4 separate regions of the Mus musculus genome follow, and regions 2, 3 and 4 are each linked to region 1. Evidence: chromatin contacts called from public HiChIP or PLAC-seq and promoter capture Hi-C data. All regions are on one chromosome and are shown on one strand. The core of a region is the stretch at or near the end of the contact, and the rest is flanking DNA. Distances in the headings are between cores, read along the strand shown.

Region 1 (3,204 bases), core at 73-2,572:
GAAAACGAAACCCCGTCCCTATTAAGGAGAATTCTCCTTCGCCTAGGACGTGTCACTCCCTGATTGGCTGCAGCCCATCGGCCGAGTTGACGTCACGGGGAAGGCAGAGCACAAGTAGTCATAAGATACCCTTGGCACATGCGCAGATTATTTGTTTACCACTTAGAACACAGCTGTCAGCGCCATCTTGTAACGGCGAATGTGGGCGCGGCTCCCAACATTTTTCTTCAGCTCCAGCACTCCCATTTTGTCTAAGAAAGTTCATTTATACTGTATATTGGTTAAAATTCTGAATTTATCTGATTCTATAGCATTACTCAATTGTTTTCCTCTATATCCTGTATACTGAAGTTAGAGTCAATGCTTGATTAGATTCAGCTTTTAAATTGTTAAAATTTAACATTTTGTAAAATAAGCCATACTTTATAAATATTGCTGTGTAATCCAAATCTCATCAGGAGACAAACTAGATAATTGCCCTAGATTTCCTGATCTAAAATTGATAAGTAACCCTTTCATAGTTCAACATCTGTCAATGACTGTTGCTTAAGTATTTTGCTACTAAGTTCAAATTGTTTTCACCAGGCTAGTTTTTCTCTGCATAGCCCTAGCTGATCTGAACTCACTCTGCAGACCAGGCTGTCCTCATACTCAGAGATCCACCTGCCTCAGCCTACCGAATGGTGGGGTTAAAGAAGTGCACAACCGGTGCCCAGGCCTCATCAGGTTAGTTATATCGTTAATTATCATAGCCTGTTTGAGAAAGCTCCTTTTGCCATCCAGCTGACTTTATAGTTCTCTAAATTTAATAGATCCAGCGACATCTGAAACAGGGGGATCTATTCTGCGTGGAGAGATTATGAAAGGACTCACACTTAGGTAAAGTTCTCACTCGAAGCCCATAAAACTGGTAGTTGTAGTTATGTCTTGCTTTGTCTCGTCCCGCTCCGTGTTTGGATTTAGGGAAAGGTGAGTGGGAGAGAGTTAAAGTGCCTTGAGCCACTTCCTCTTACTTGCCTCAAACTCATGGAATTTTGGTAGGAATTCTTTAATAGAGTCTTGGCGCTGTATGGTCAGAGTCCATAGTGGTTAGGTAGAATGAATCGTGGATTCCCAGAACGGAGCCTTTACTTGCAGGACTACAGTTCCCAGAATTCCGCTCGCAAGAGTTCCACCGTGTCGACAAGTTTGCGCGTGCGCAAATTCCTTGCACTTTCTCTCTCCCTCCCCCCAAGTCCCTCCTTCTCCCCCCCCCCCCCCCCCCATTCTCTAGGCTGCACAAGGGCTGGGATTCGGCGCGCTTGCCTCGGGCCCTCCCCCTCCCATTCCTTTCTGGCCTTAGATCTGTCCGCTGGGGGCGCGCTCTGTGTGGGACAGAAAGCGGCAGAGCGTGGGTCGCGTGGCGGAGCTTGGTTGCTAGGGACACCTGAGGTCGCCCGCTCGCCCAGCAGGCGCAGCGAAGAAGCGGCGCGGAGCCGGCGTCCAGTCGCGGCGAAGTAGGGTACCGTAGGTGAGTGTGGTCGCAGAGCTGGTGTCCGACCCCGGCCGGCCGTTCCCGCGTGCCTCGGCCCCAGCCCTTGGCACCGGCCCCCAACCCCGCTTCCGGTTCGCCACCTCGCCTTTCTCTGGTGAGTCGGAGACCGGGGCCTCCTCCCGGGCCCTCTCTCGAGTCCTCCTCGGCAGCCTCCACGCGGGGAGAACTTCGTTGGCTTCTCCTCGGGCGGCCCGAGCCCCACACCCTTCTCGGTCCTGGTTTCAGCGTGTCCTCTTTCCCGCCGCGCTGCGGTTTAAATTCTGGCTTGGGTTGAAATCCCGGCTCTTTTCAGGGCCTGCTTTTTCCTGACCCCACTCTGAGTTATCCATACACACTTTCCTACATTCCAGAAGCTGAGATCCTAATTTAACTCATTTATCCAGCCATTTTTTTTCATTTAATAATTTACAGCTTTTATAAACATCGACAAGTAGGTAACGAGTGAAGCCACTATGTAAGGTTCCTAGGGAGGGTACATTGGTGAGCAAGACAAACGTGTTTTCGAGAGTTTATAGAACAAGAGATTTTTAATCAAGAAAGCATTTGCCATACTGATGTATGTGCTGTGGTAGAAGTGAAGCGCTTAACCGCGATTTGTTTGGAAAAATACGTCACCCCACCTTCAGTCTTTACATTCCGGTTCTGAATCTTGGAAATGTTTTAATCAGCATTTGAAACCCTTCCTTTATGGAGTCATTTTGAATATTCCGAATCTCAATTTCAGCGCCTGTTGATTTGGCCAATCAGCAGTAATCTGGAGGAGCCTTTAAGAGCAGGTACCGTTGGATCCTATGCCTTCAATTGTTGCAATACTGAGATTATTTGCATAAAAACTATTCCCTTTATTGTCTGGAAAGTTACTAGCGATTTACTGATTAGACTCTAAGCCTGGCCCTGAAAGTTATCAAATGTTCTCAGGGAGTGAAGAAGTGGGAAGATATTCAAGTTACAAAGTAGCTTTAGAAAGATACAGCATGGCCTGAACAGAGGTCCGAGCTCAGTTGTGTTTGTTGGGAGCCATTCTGTGAGCTGGGCTTATTAGGGCCCAAGACTTAACTTAAAATGAATCTATTTCCTGACTTGTAGTTTCCAAGTGACTTTAGTTTTTTTGTTTGTTTGTTTTTGTTTTTGAGACAGGGTTTCTCTGTGCAGCCCTGGCTGTCTGGAACTCACTCGATAGATCTTGAACTCAGAGATGCACCTGCCTCTGCCTGCCCTGCCCTTCCCATCTTTTTAAGGTCCTAGGGATTGAACCTTGGGAGTTACACATTCTAGACAGTCAATCACTACCACCAAATTAAAAGTCTCAGGCCTGGAAGGTTTTGTGGGACCATGGGATTTTAAAACTTATTTTAAGTAAAACATGAGCAAAAGTATTTAGTAAGTTCGTTTGCTCTTTTTCTCTTCTTACTTTCTTCTTTTGTTTTGTTTTGTTTTGTTTTTCTAGACAGAGTTTCTCTGTGTAGCCCTGACTGACCTGGAACATTCTCTGTAGACCTCGAACTCAGAGATCCAGCTTCCTCTGCCTCCTGAACGCTGGGATTAAAGCTCTGTGTTACCACCTATGTAATCCCAGCAATAGTTTCTTGTTGTTTGTTTGTTTTTTGAGACAGACTCTATGTAGTCCTGGCAGTTTCTTAGTCCAGCTTGAGAATACACACTTTTTAAAA
Region 2 (3,159 bases), core at 336-2,835, 360 kb before region 1:
ATCAGGACCCTTGAAGCAATGGTCTCACCTCCCTTGAAACTATAAAGCAAGACCAGGGCCCCATGACTGGAGAGGTAAGAACAGGCAAGTGAAGAGGAGAGGGAGTATGGTGGCCTGTTTAAGGCAGACAAAGCAGCACAAAGAAGCACCTGGCTTGCCCAGCCACCACTGGCCAGGCCAAAGACACCAGCTTTGAAACCAAAGCTCACCACTGAGATAAATATTTCAGAGTCTCAGAGAACCAGACACCTGCCAGACCTTCCATGACAGCTCTCCCCACTTATCCGGTGTTTAGGTTGACCCTCAGCCCCATGGGTACCACCACCCATAGGCCACAGTGGAGTGAGTGACTGGGGAAGGATGCCCCGGGGAACAAGACCTGGTGAAGACAGTCCAGGCTCTGCCTTGGCAGAGAGCCTTCCATTCCTTCCTCCTTTTCTGGTTCCCTCCTGGCCCTCCCAAACCTGCTTTCCCTTTTCCCATTTCCCTGTTTCTTTTTTTTTTTTTTTTTTTTTTTTATTTTTTATTCTGACCTAAAGAGGTCACCAGGGCCAGGCAAGACAGCTTTCACCTGTAATACTCCCAGCACTTAAGGATCTGAGGCAACAAGTTCAAGGCTTGACTGGGCTACTGAGTGAAACTGTCTCAAATAAATAAATAAATAAATAAATAAATAAATAAATAAACCAACCAACCAACCAACCAACCAACCAACCAACCACAGTTCATCAGCTTGACTGTACTTTCTGGTAGGCTTCTGAATTACAGAGCAAAGGAACAGGAGCAGGCCAGGTTAGGAGTAGGAATGGCTTCTTCTTTAGACCTTAGGTTGGCCCGCTGGCTTCTCTGAGCTAGGGCTCCCTCCTCCCACCCCCCACCTTAGACAGATTCTCATCACCAGTTTTTACGCAGCCTGGTGACGCCAGGGCAAGCTCGAACAGCCCCGGGTGGGTTCCAAGCCTCTGGCTGGCTCCCTCCCTCCCTCTCCCCACCAGCTGAGGACCATGACCGCCTCCATTCTCACTTGCTGCACGGCCACTCTGGGGCCCCGGAGTGGGGGACACGTCCTCAGACAAACAAGCCACTCAGCCACTGAGAGGAGCACCCTACAAGAAGCGGGTCAGCTCGCGGGTGCGCACCGAATGCGGTTGCGCCACAAGCCCGGGCCATATGTCCTGCCCGGGCGCACATGGAAAGTGAAGACCGGAACAGGCAGAACGAAAGGACCCTAGCCTGGCTCCGGAGCACGACCGGAGTCGGCCCGCGCGTGCCAGAAAAGTTCGGGCGCCTGGGCGCAGCGCCGCCCCAGGCCACTTCCATTCCCCGCCGGTCTCGGGTCCCCACCTCCAACGGCCGCAGCCCCCTCACTTGCCTGCGCTGTTCCGGACCGTGAGATCCGCCTGGGCCTCCGGGCGCTGGCGAGGACTGGGCTGGGCCGGGCTGGACTGGGGCTCCGTGCCCCGCCCCGTCTCTCTCCGCCGCCAGTGGGGAGGAGCCGCCCGGCACCCCGAGACCTCCAGGGAGCGCTGGGGTCCCCTCCAGACCTCAACCACGACCCAGGTGTGAGTGGTTCACATTTACTGGAAGCAACGCCGGTTCGCAGCGAAAACCCAAACTCACTGGGAAAAAAATAACTTCTTTCCATGAATTCCAGACTCCACCCCAGTAAGAAGTGCTATTTATGCGTCATCAGTGCCTACATATCAGCGATTTGCGCTAGGGGCTTTAGAGCTAATCCTGTTGTCTTAAAAGTTGTTATTGGGTTTGTTTTTTTGTTTGTTTGTATTCTGGGTAAAAGAGCGATGTCGCTATGTACCTCAGGCTGGTCTCCAGCACTTGTCACCCGGCCTCAGCCCAAGTGTTGCAATTACTGACCCTGGTTTCACATAGTCAGATTTCACTGATTTTTTTTCCCTCTTTTTCTTTTTTGTCACTAACTGATCTTCAGCACTTTCGGTCTAGGGGCGTAGGTCAGTGGTAGATCTCTGGCTTTCCATGTGAGAGACCCAGCTGGGTTTCATCCCCATGCCAGGAAAACCAAACAACAAAAGAATAGTTTCAATGATGCACAATATTGTATCACATGGCTATGCTATGTTTATATCAATTCATTCTTAAAACTTCTTATTTCGTGAAAAAAAAATTTAAGTCACAAAAAAAAGAAAGAAAAAAAAAGAAAAGAAAAATTTAAGTCACAAAAAAGTCTGTGGTGACTAAGAATTCTGTGCTTGTAAGCTAACCGCCCTTTTCAAATGTAAAACTTCAAACACAGGCATGAGACTCCGAAGCTATGCTTGGAATCAGTCATGTGTCACTTAATGACAGGGATGTGCTAGGTTAGGAAATTTCTGTTTTGCAAACCTCATGGTGTGTTTACACTAACAGCTCACTATGTGTGACTGGGAAGTAAAAATAATCTTATAGCAGTTGGCAGTATGCTGGCTTAGGGTGCGAGCAGTCCTGGGTTCCATCTCCAGCACTGCATAAACAGTGGAAGTGGCATGTGCCCGTAATGCCAGATATTTTGGGAATGTTAATAATAAAATAACTTACCTCAAAGAGGTTAAGAGGAGCCAAATATGTGGCCATGGTCAGAGAAAACCAATATAGGTTATCCAAAAGTCTGTGTTCCAACATGGGAATCGTTTGGTGAAGTTTTGAGGAGGTTGGAAAGTCATCTTAATTAGGGTTTTATTGCTGTAAACAAACACCATGACCAAGGCAGCTCTTATAAGGACAGCATTTAATTGGAGCTGACTTACAGGTTCAGAGGTTCAGGCAATTATCATCAAGGCGGCATCCAGGCAGGCGTGGTGCAGGAGGAGCTGAGAGTTCTAAGTCTTCATCTGAAAGTCACTAGAAGACTGGCTTCCAGGCAGCTAGGATGAAGGTCCTAAAGCCCATGCCCACAGTGACACACTTCCTCCAACAATGCCACACCTACTCTAACAAGGCCAAACCTCCAAATAGTGCCACTCCCTGGGCCAAGTACATTCAAACCACCACAGGGGTGTTTTGATTTGGTTTTGGTTTTGTTTTAAGGGTCTCACCATGTAACTCTAGTTGACTTGGGATTCAGTATGGAGACTAGGCTACCCTGGAACTCAGAGAGACTGCCTACCTCTGCTTCTTGAGTGTTGGGATTAAAGGTGTGCATAA
Region 3 (2,880 bases), core at 111-2,610, 270 kb after region 1:
CACTTCTTTAAGTAAGATTGTCCATATCCCAAATAGTATCAATTTGACTAACAATCCAGACAGTATTGTGAGGTTTTCAACAGATATTTTAATCCCTACAGTTGTTTATCGTTACATGTGATTTGCCTTCTTTTCCTTGTTTTTCTTTTGAGACAAGGTTTCTCTGTGTAGCCCTGGCTGTCCTGGAACTAGATCTACAGACTAGGTTAGTCTCAAACTCTGAGATCCACTTGCCTCTGTCTTCCAAGCGCTGGGATTAAAGACATGAACCATCATGATTGGCCATGACTTGCTTTTAATTTAACCTAAAACATCTCCTTCTTCAAGTTGGTGGTTAATTAAGGTCCCCATGTTATAATGTAACAATCTCATGATTACCTTTAGCAGTTTACACATTTCCCAAAGACAATCTCATTCTCTCTCCACCAGCCAGAGAAACCCTCTGTTGGCTCATTTGTTCCTAGAAGGTTCTCTAACACTGGAGGAAACCATTTCAAGTTACTGTCCTCATCCCATGCATTCCCTCACAGAGCATTTACCAAACAGGTCTGATACAGCAGGTACTTGTACAAAACAAGCTTCCTACCTCCAAATGTAAAGTGGGTGTTCAGACAGAACCCAAGAAATGCAAGCTGCGGGTGGGGAGGAGAGCTGTTACTTTTCTGTCCTTGGATAGCTTTAGGTCCTGTCCCTAGTCCCTGATCTCTCAGACATCAGGGGATTCAACAGACAGTCTGCCTTGCCTCTCTGAAAAAGTCCCCACTCAATACACCAATCTATCTCTGAAAGGCTAGAGAAGAGACAAAATAAGGTAGAAAAGTGGTCCAGCCGGGACTTAAGGCAGGAAGCATGGAGCCTTTCCGGGAACAGAGAAGGTCATTTGCAACATTTTGCTGTGAAAAAACGTGCAGTTGTGTGTGTGTGTGTGTGTGTGTGTGTGTGTGTGTGTGTGTGTGTGTGTGTGTGTGTGTTTGGGGGGGGCTTGTTTTAAACCAATTTTCTAGTTTCGGGGGTGGGGGTATTTTATCAGTTTCTTTTATTTGCCTAATTTCTGATCTTAAAATTTTACAAACGACAGGTGAAAAAACCGGGAGTAGGGGTGAGGGTAAGGAGTGGTCAAGTAGAGCTGAGGAAGGAAGCCTTAAAACGAAGGGAACAAAATGTACTTATGGGGCTTCTCAGGGTCTCCTGGCCCCCGCATCTAATTAATCTCGCCCACAACGAAAGGACTTTCTGAAGACCCGCCACGATTTCCTGTAAAAGGGGTTTTTAGTACAGATACCGTTCCTTGTTCCTCTCGCTGGCCTCCAACGTTTAGAACTCATGCAAACGCTGTGCTAACGTCTCCGTAGATACAGGACGCTCGGGACACAGCGTCTTTTGGTATCCCATGGCAACGACGGCAACCCAAAAGAGCCAAGGTTCAGAGAAAGCGAATGAGTCCGTTTCTTTTTGTTTTGTTTTTCTCTTCATTTCATTTCTTTTCCTTTATTTTCTCTCTTTTTTCTTCTTTCCTTTCCTTTTTCTTCTTTTTTCTTTAACTTTCTTTATATATTTTTTTCTTTTTGTGCTAAGAATTAAAGCTTTGATCATCACTAAGCTACACACCCAGTCAATGCCTGCTCAAATTTAATCTCCCTATGTTAAGTATTGAATCCAAGATTTTCCCTGCTGTAGTACCAACTGTGGTCTTTTTCCATTCCAGACAAGGTAAACATGGTTCCCCCAATTTTCATGGTGTCCTGGCAATTACTTTATTTGACCACCTTATTCATAGATTACTGTTGGGCTCAAAAATCATAGATTGCCTGAATGGGAGTCATTCCTAATCTCTTGAAGTAGACTGATCTAGACTCAGAGCCTCATTCCCTATGATCATGATGGTTCATTGAAAACAGCCTCTGGTTATTTCTTACTGCATAGGATTTATAAATGTGCTCCTTCTGCTGCCGAAAGAGAACACCTTTGGCATTTTCTTCCAGATATCTTTTGGTCTGAGACCAAAGAAAATTAACTTGTTTGAAGAGAGACAAAAGTTAATGTATGAAGAAATTCTTTTTTGTCTGTGCACTGGTGTGCACGCTGTGAGAAAGGTATCATTGGATGAAGGCGACGTAGAAAAAGCCAAGAATCTCAAAGTTCATTCTTCGGCAATTAAAGAGTTTTACTGCCTGAACAGTGAACCCATTCCTCCTCAGAATGAAAGGGGTGTGGTGTGGTTATAGAGGGAGAGCTCAGAGAGCTGGAAGCAAACCCAGAAAATAAACGAGCAGTTTGGAGGATTGGGGTTCACTTGTGGGAGGTAGGCGATGGACTGAGGTGACAAAGTGACCTGAGTTGGCTTGAGGGATCACATGAGCGGGGGAGGGCAGGGCTGCTGCAAGGGAGGTCCAGGAGGTCGGTTAAGTCATGCCAGCCCAACTAAGCCTGGAATTCTTTGGGGATTAAGGAACGTGGAACTCAGTGAGTGTCTCGCTGGTTTCTCAGAATCTGAAGGCTGTACTTTGAACGTGATGACGTTGATGCTATTTGGAGCTCCTGTAATGATTTCTCCCTTTTTTTGTTTTTCTTCAAGTTCTTCTTTTTTTTTTTTTAATCAGTCTGACTCAGCTGGACCTTATGGACAAAAAAAGTGGGGGGTATAAATGACAATAAGTGAATGAATGATAATGAATGTAATGGAATAATGAATGATGAAATGATGAATAGAAATGAATAAACAAAATTTTCCTTTTCATACTTATGCCAAAAAAAATTGAGAATACTTATGCAGGATTTGGGGGGGGACCTCAGAGAACCCAATAAGAAAAAACTGATGATAAAGAAGTCAGATTTTTTGAGCCATGTGTTCTTTGGTCTCCTCTCCTGAGGAACCTCTTC
Region 4 (3,222 bases), core at 598-3,097, 290 kb after region 1:
GCCCTCGCTGTCAATGATTGCCCAGCCTGTGGCCCGGATCCTTATCTGCATTCCTCGGCGCCCAGCCCGGCCCGGCCACCGGCCAACCTTCGGCCCCGACATCGGCCGGCCGGCCCCGGCGCCAGGGCGCATGCTGAAGGCCGTGGTTAAGCTGCTCTTCCTAAAGGCAGTCTTCTAACAGGGGAAGAGCCGATAGACCCTAGCGGAAAGGGGTGTGTATCTTTCCCAAGGCACACCAGACTTCGGAGAAAGAAGTGTGTGTCCTTGATGTCTGGTGGAGTTGGGTCCTGCTCCGTGCATGCAGAGATAAGTTAGTGTCAGCTCTGCTCCCTGCCTTCCTAGGCATCCCTACTCCTATTTCCAATCTTTCTTGTCCGTGCTACCAAGCTCAAGGATTCCCCAAGCTTGGTCTCAGAGCCTGAAGGCTCCAGCACCCCACCCTTTAACCGCAACCGCGCCGCTCAGCCCTCGCGACAGACACGTGGGCTCCCTCGGCTGGTTCCCTTTCCTACCTCTGTCTCCACATTCGACTTTCTTTCCCCTGCTATTCCTTAAGCCCAGAACCAGCCAAGTCGCTGCTCCAGGAGAGGGCAGCGCAGCTAACCAAGGGCACAAGGGAAGGGAAGGCCACGGGGTCCCCGGTGTCCTGAGCTTCTTCGCCTCAGGGATGCCAAACGGCTTCGTAATGACCAGGGCTGGGCTGTGAGAAATGTTAGGCCGAGAGGGATTTCGTGGTTCCCGGAGGCACAAGAGGCAGCCAGGTCCAGGTACCTTCAAGTTCCAGATTTGACCTGAGCTGCCAGCACTCGCGGGCAGAGGGGCCGCCCGCCAACCTGCGGGGCTTGGCAGCGGCAGAAAGCTCCTCTCAAAGACACCGGGCGGGATCCCGGATGCTAACACTCCCGCGGGGTTCCTTGGCCAGCCCATCTTGGGCAGAAAGACACCCGGGATTCACAAGAAGGGCAGGTGCCAGGGGGCGTGCCAGGCAGTCGAGAAAAAAGGTGCTAGAAGAGAGGATAGGGCCGGGCAGGTGGCGATGCTTCGATGGCGCGCTGGGAGGACCGATCGCGCTCACCTGGGTCATGAGGCGGTCGGCACCCGTGTTCTCCTCGTCCTTGAAGATGATGTCGGGATTGTAGTTGGGGGTGAGCTCTTTGAAGCGCTCAGAGCTGCGCGCGATCTTGCCTTCGTAGCGCCCGCTGGCGCCCAGGGTCTTCTCCGGCACGTTGGGGCTGAACTGCTTGTAGGCAAGAGGCACGAGCTTGCGAGGCGGCCTCCGGCGGCTGCCCACCACCCGGCCCGGCCCGCAGCCCCGCGCCGCCGGCACCAGAAGCAGCAGCAGCAGGAACAGACAGAACCGCAGTCGGGGCCGGAGCCAGGCGGGAGACATGGCCGGGTAGCCCGGGAGAGCAGCGGGCGAGGGCGCCTGGTGGGCTGATAGGTGGGCGCGTGGCTGGGACAGCTTCGGGGACTCAGGCGTCTGGGTGGCTCTTGGGGACTCCATGCGGGGGCGCCATGGGCAGCGCGACGCGGCTCAAGGCCGACGGGACTCAGGTGCGGGGCGGGGGCCCGGGGCCCTGGCTGGTGGCGGCGTGCTGTCCCCCTCGGCGCCTCGACTCTGAGCTGCCCGGCTCGCCGGCCGCCAATAAATAGGCCGGCCCGTTTGTTTTGGCAACGCGGCGACGGCGGGGGGCGGCGGGCGGCGGGGCTGAGGGCCGGCGGGCTGGGCTGGGCTGGCCCGGCCGGCGGACTGAAGGGACCCGCGGTTAGCACCCCGGCCCGGCGGTCAGGCGGCTCGGGCAGAGCGGGAGCTGCTGCCGTCTGCGGCGCAGCCCGGGGTCGAGTGAGAGGGGAAATGGAAGAGATCCGGGCTCGGGACCCGCGCAGACCGCACCCTATCCATGTCCCTGCCTCCTGCGCGCTCGACAGCGAACCTGCAGCAAGGGCAGCACAGCCTCCTCCCCCTCCGGCGGGCGGCCCCAAGGCTAGCCAGCCCTGTCCCGCGCGCTCCTCAGCCGCGCGTCCACCCGCCCGCTGCCCTTTGCGCCCCCTGCGCTGCCTGCGATTGTCCTCCTGACGGGCCTCACCCCACCCTGGTCTCTCCTTCCCGTTCCTTGCGGCTCCTGGGAGCCCCACCAGGCGCAAATCTCCTGGACAGGAGATGCCACCCCCACGGAGACCGCAACCCACGTCGCAGCCGGACGCAAGAGGGGGGTAGTGGCCGGACCGCACAACCGCCTACGGTGTCCCCTGCGGAGAAGCAAACCCGAAAGCTGGAGGTCATTCATAACCTGGTGCCCCACCCTGGCCCTGGCAACATTCCCTTTCTCAGCTTGGAGGAGCAGGGTTCTGTATTGACCTGGTGCACAGCTGGGGACCCTATACTGCCCAGTACAGAACTAGGGGATGCGGGTGGAGGCAATGTAGCCTTGTCAGGAGTCAAATAGGACTGGAAACACTGTTAAAAACAAGGGAGAAAGGCCATACAGAATAACAGCCTGAAGTGGGGACATCCACAGAGAGGGAAGAGCACTGAGCGTGCTGCATAAACAACAAACAAACAAACAAGCAAACAAACAAACGGATCCCAATCCACCTGCAGACGGGCACTGCCTGGGAATCACTCGCTCCTCCTCGTCCTACTTCAGAAGTGTTAGAAGCCACGGACTCTGCAGAGACTGCCCGGGAAGCGAATGAGGGTTGTGCACTTTAATAGAACATCCAGGAAGGCAGATGAATTATAATCTATACTGCCCAAACCAGAAGACGCAAGTGTGTTAACGGGCACAGATCACCACCACAATGTCAAATCTTGTGCTGTTTGCGACGGGTTCCACAAATTTAATAAAGTTATAATTAGAAAGCTCAATCTTCCTCCCTCACCCTCACCCTCAACCCCTTCCTTTCTTTACAGATGGAGTCTCTCACCTACGGAGTCCAGGCTAGCCTTGAGCTCTGGATTCTCTTGCTTCCATTTCCGGAGTGCTGGGATGGCAGGGGAGTAGTACCACCATGCTAGACATGCTAGAGAAATCATGATGCTACACACACACACACACACACACACACACACGTGCGCGTGCACCTTCCTCTACCAAAGGAAACCGTGATGATCTATATTTGAAGTTCAAGTCATTTGTTTTGCTCATGTATTTGAAAGAGGCTCTCAGGTAGCCAGGCTGATCCCTTGCCACAGAGTTGAGGATGGCCTTGAGCTACTGG

Evidence for each region. Promoter capture Hi-C pulls out the DNA fragments that hold promoters and counts their contacts. HiChIP or PLAC-seq counts read pairs in DNA pulled down with a chosen protein or histone mark.
Region 2: a CTCF HiChIP or PLAC-seq map of the NIH/3T3 cell line shows a contact between it and region 1, with 6 read pairs. The contact joins the promoter of Tmbim1 here to the promoter of Ttll4 in region 1. A contact is called at or near these places in 7 of 39 promoter capture datasets (the 3T3-L1 cell line, 3T3-L1-derived adipocytes, cranial neural crest and 3 more), 1 of 15 datasets of contacts at CTCF or cohesin (the NIH/3T3 cell line), 1 of 484 Hi-C or Micro-C datasets (muscle stem cells) and 1 of 115 datasets of contacts at active chromatin or transcription factors (the SCID.adh cell line).
Region 3: a contact with region 1 is called in a promoter capture Hi-C map of hippocampal neurons, with 2.5 times the contacts expected there. The contact joins the promoter of Cfap65 here to the promoter of Ttll4 in region 1. A contact is called at or near these places in 2 of 39 promoter capture datasets (cranial neural crest and hippocampal neurons).
Region 4: a contact with region 1 is called in a promoter capture Hi-C map of liver, with 2.9 times the contacts expected there. The contact joins the promoter of Ihh here to the promoter of Ttll4 in region 1. A contact is called at or near these places in 5 of 39 promoter capture datasets (hippocampal neurons, liver, pre-B cells and 1 more).

What each region holds. Positions count from the first base shown.
Region 1 is chr1:74,660,380-74,663,583 of GRCm38.p6, forward strand. It overlaps Ttll4 (tubulin tyrosine ligase-like family, member 4), which reads left to right and starts at 1,323. Exons shown (of 20, transcript NM_001014974.2): 1 at 1,323-1,510.
Region 2 is chr1:74,302,751-74,305,909 of GRCm38.p6, forward strand. It overlaps Tmbim1 (transmembrane BAX inhibitor motif containing 1), which reads right to left and starts at 1,586. Exons shown (of 12, transcript NM_027154.5): 1 at 1,373-1,586. All of the region lies in intron 2 of Pnkd (paroxysmal nonkinesiogenic dyskinesia), which reads left to right.
Region 3 is chr1:74,934,239-74,937,118 of GRCm38.p6, forward strand. Cfap65 (cilia and flagella associated protein 65) reads right to left here and starts at 1,361. Exons shown (of 33, transcript NM_001039495.1): 1 at 1,283-1,361.
Region 4 is chr1:74,949,825-74,953,046 of GRCm38.p6, forward strand. Ihh (Indian hedgehog) reads right to left here and starts at 1,848. Exons shown (of 3, transcript NM_010544.3): 1 at 1,076-1,848. The coding sequence starts at 1,390.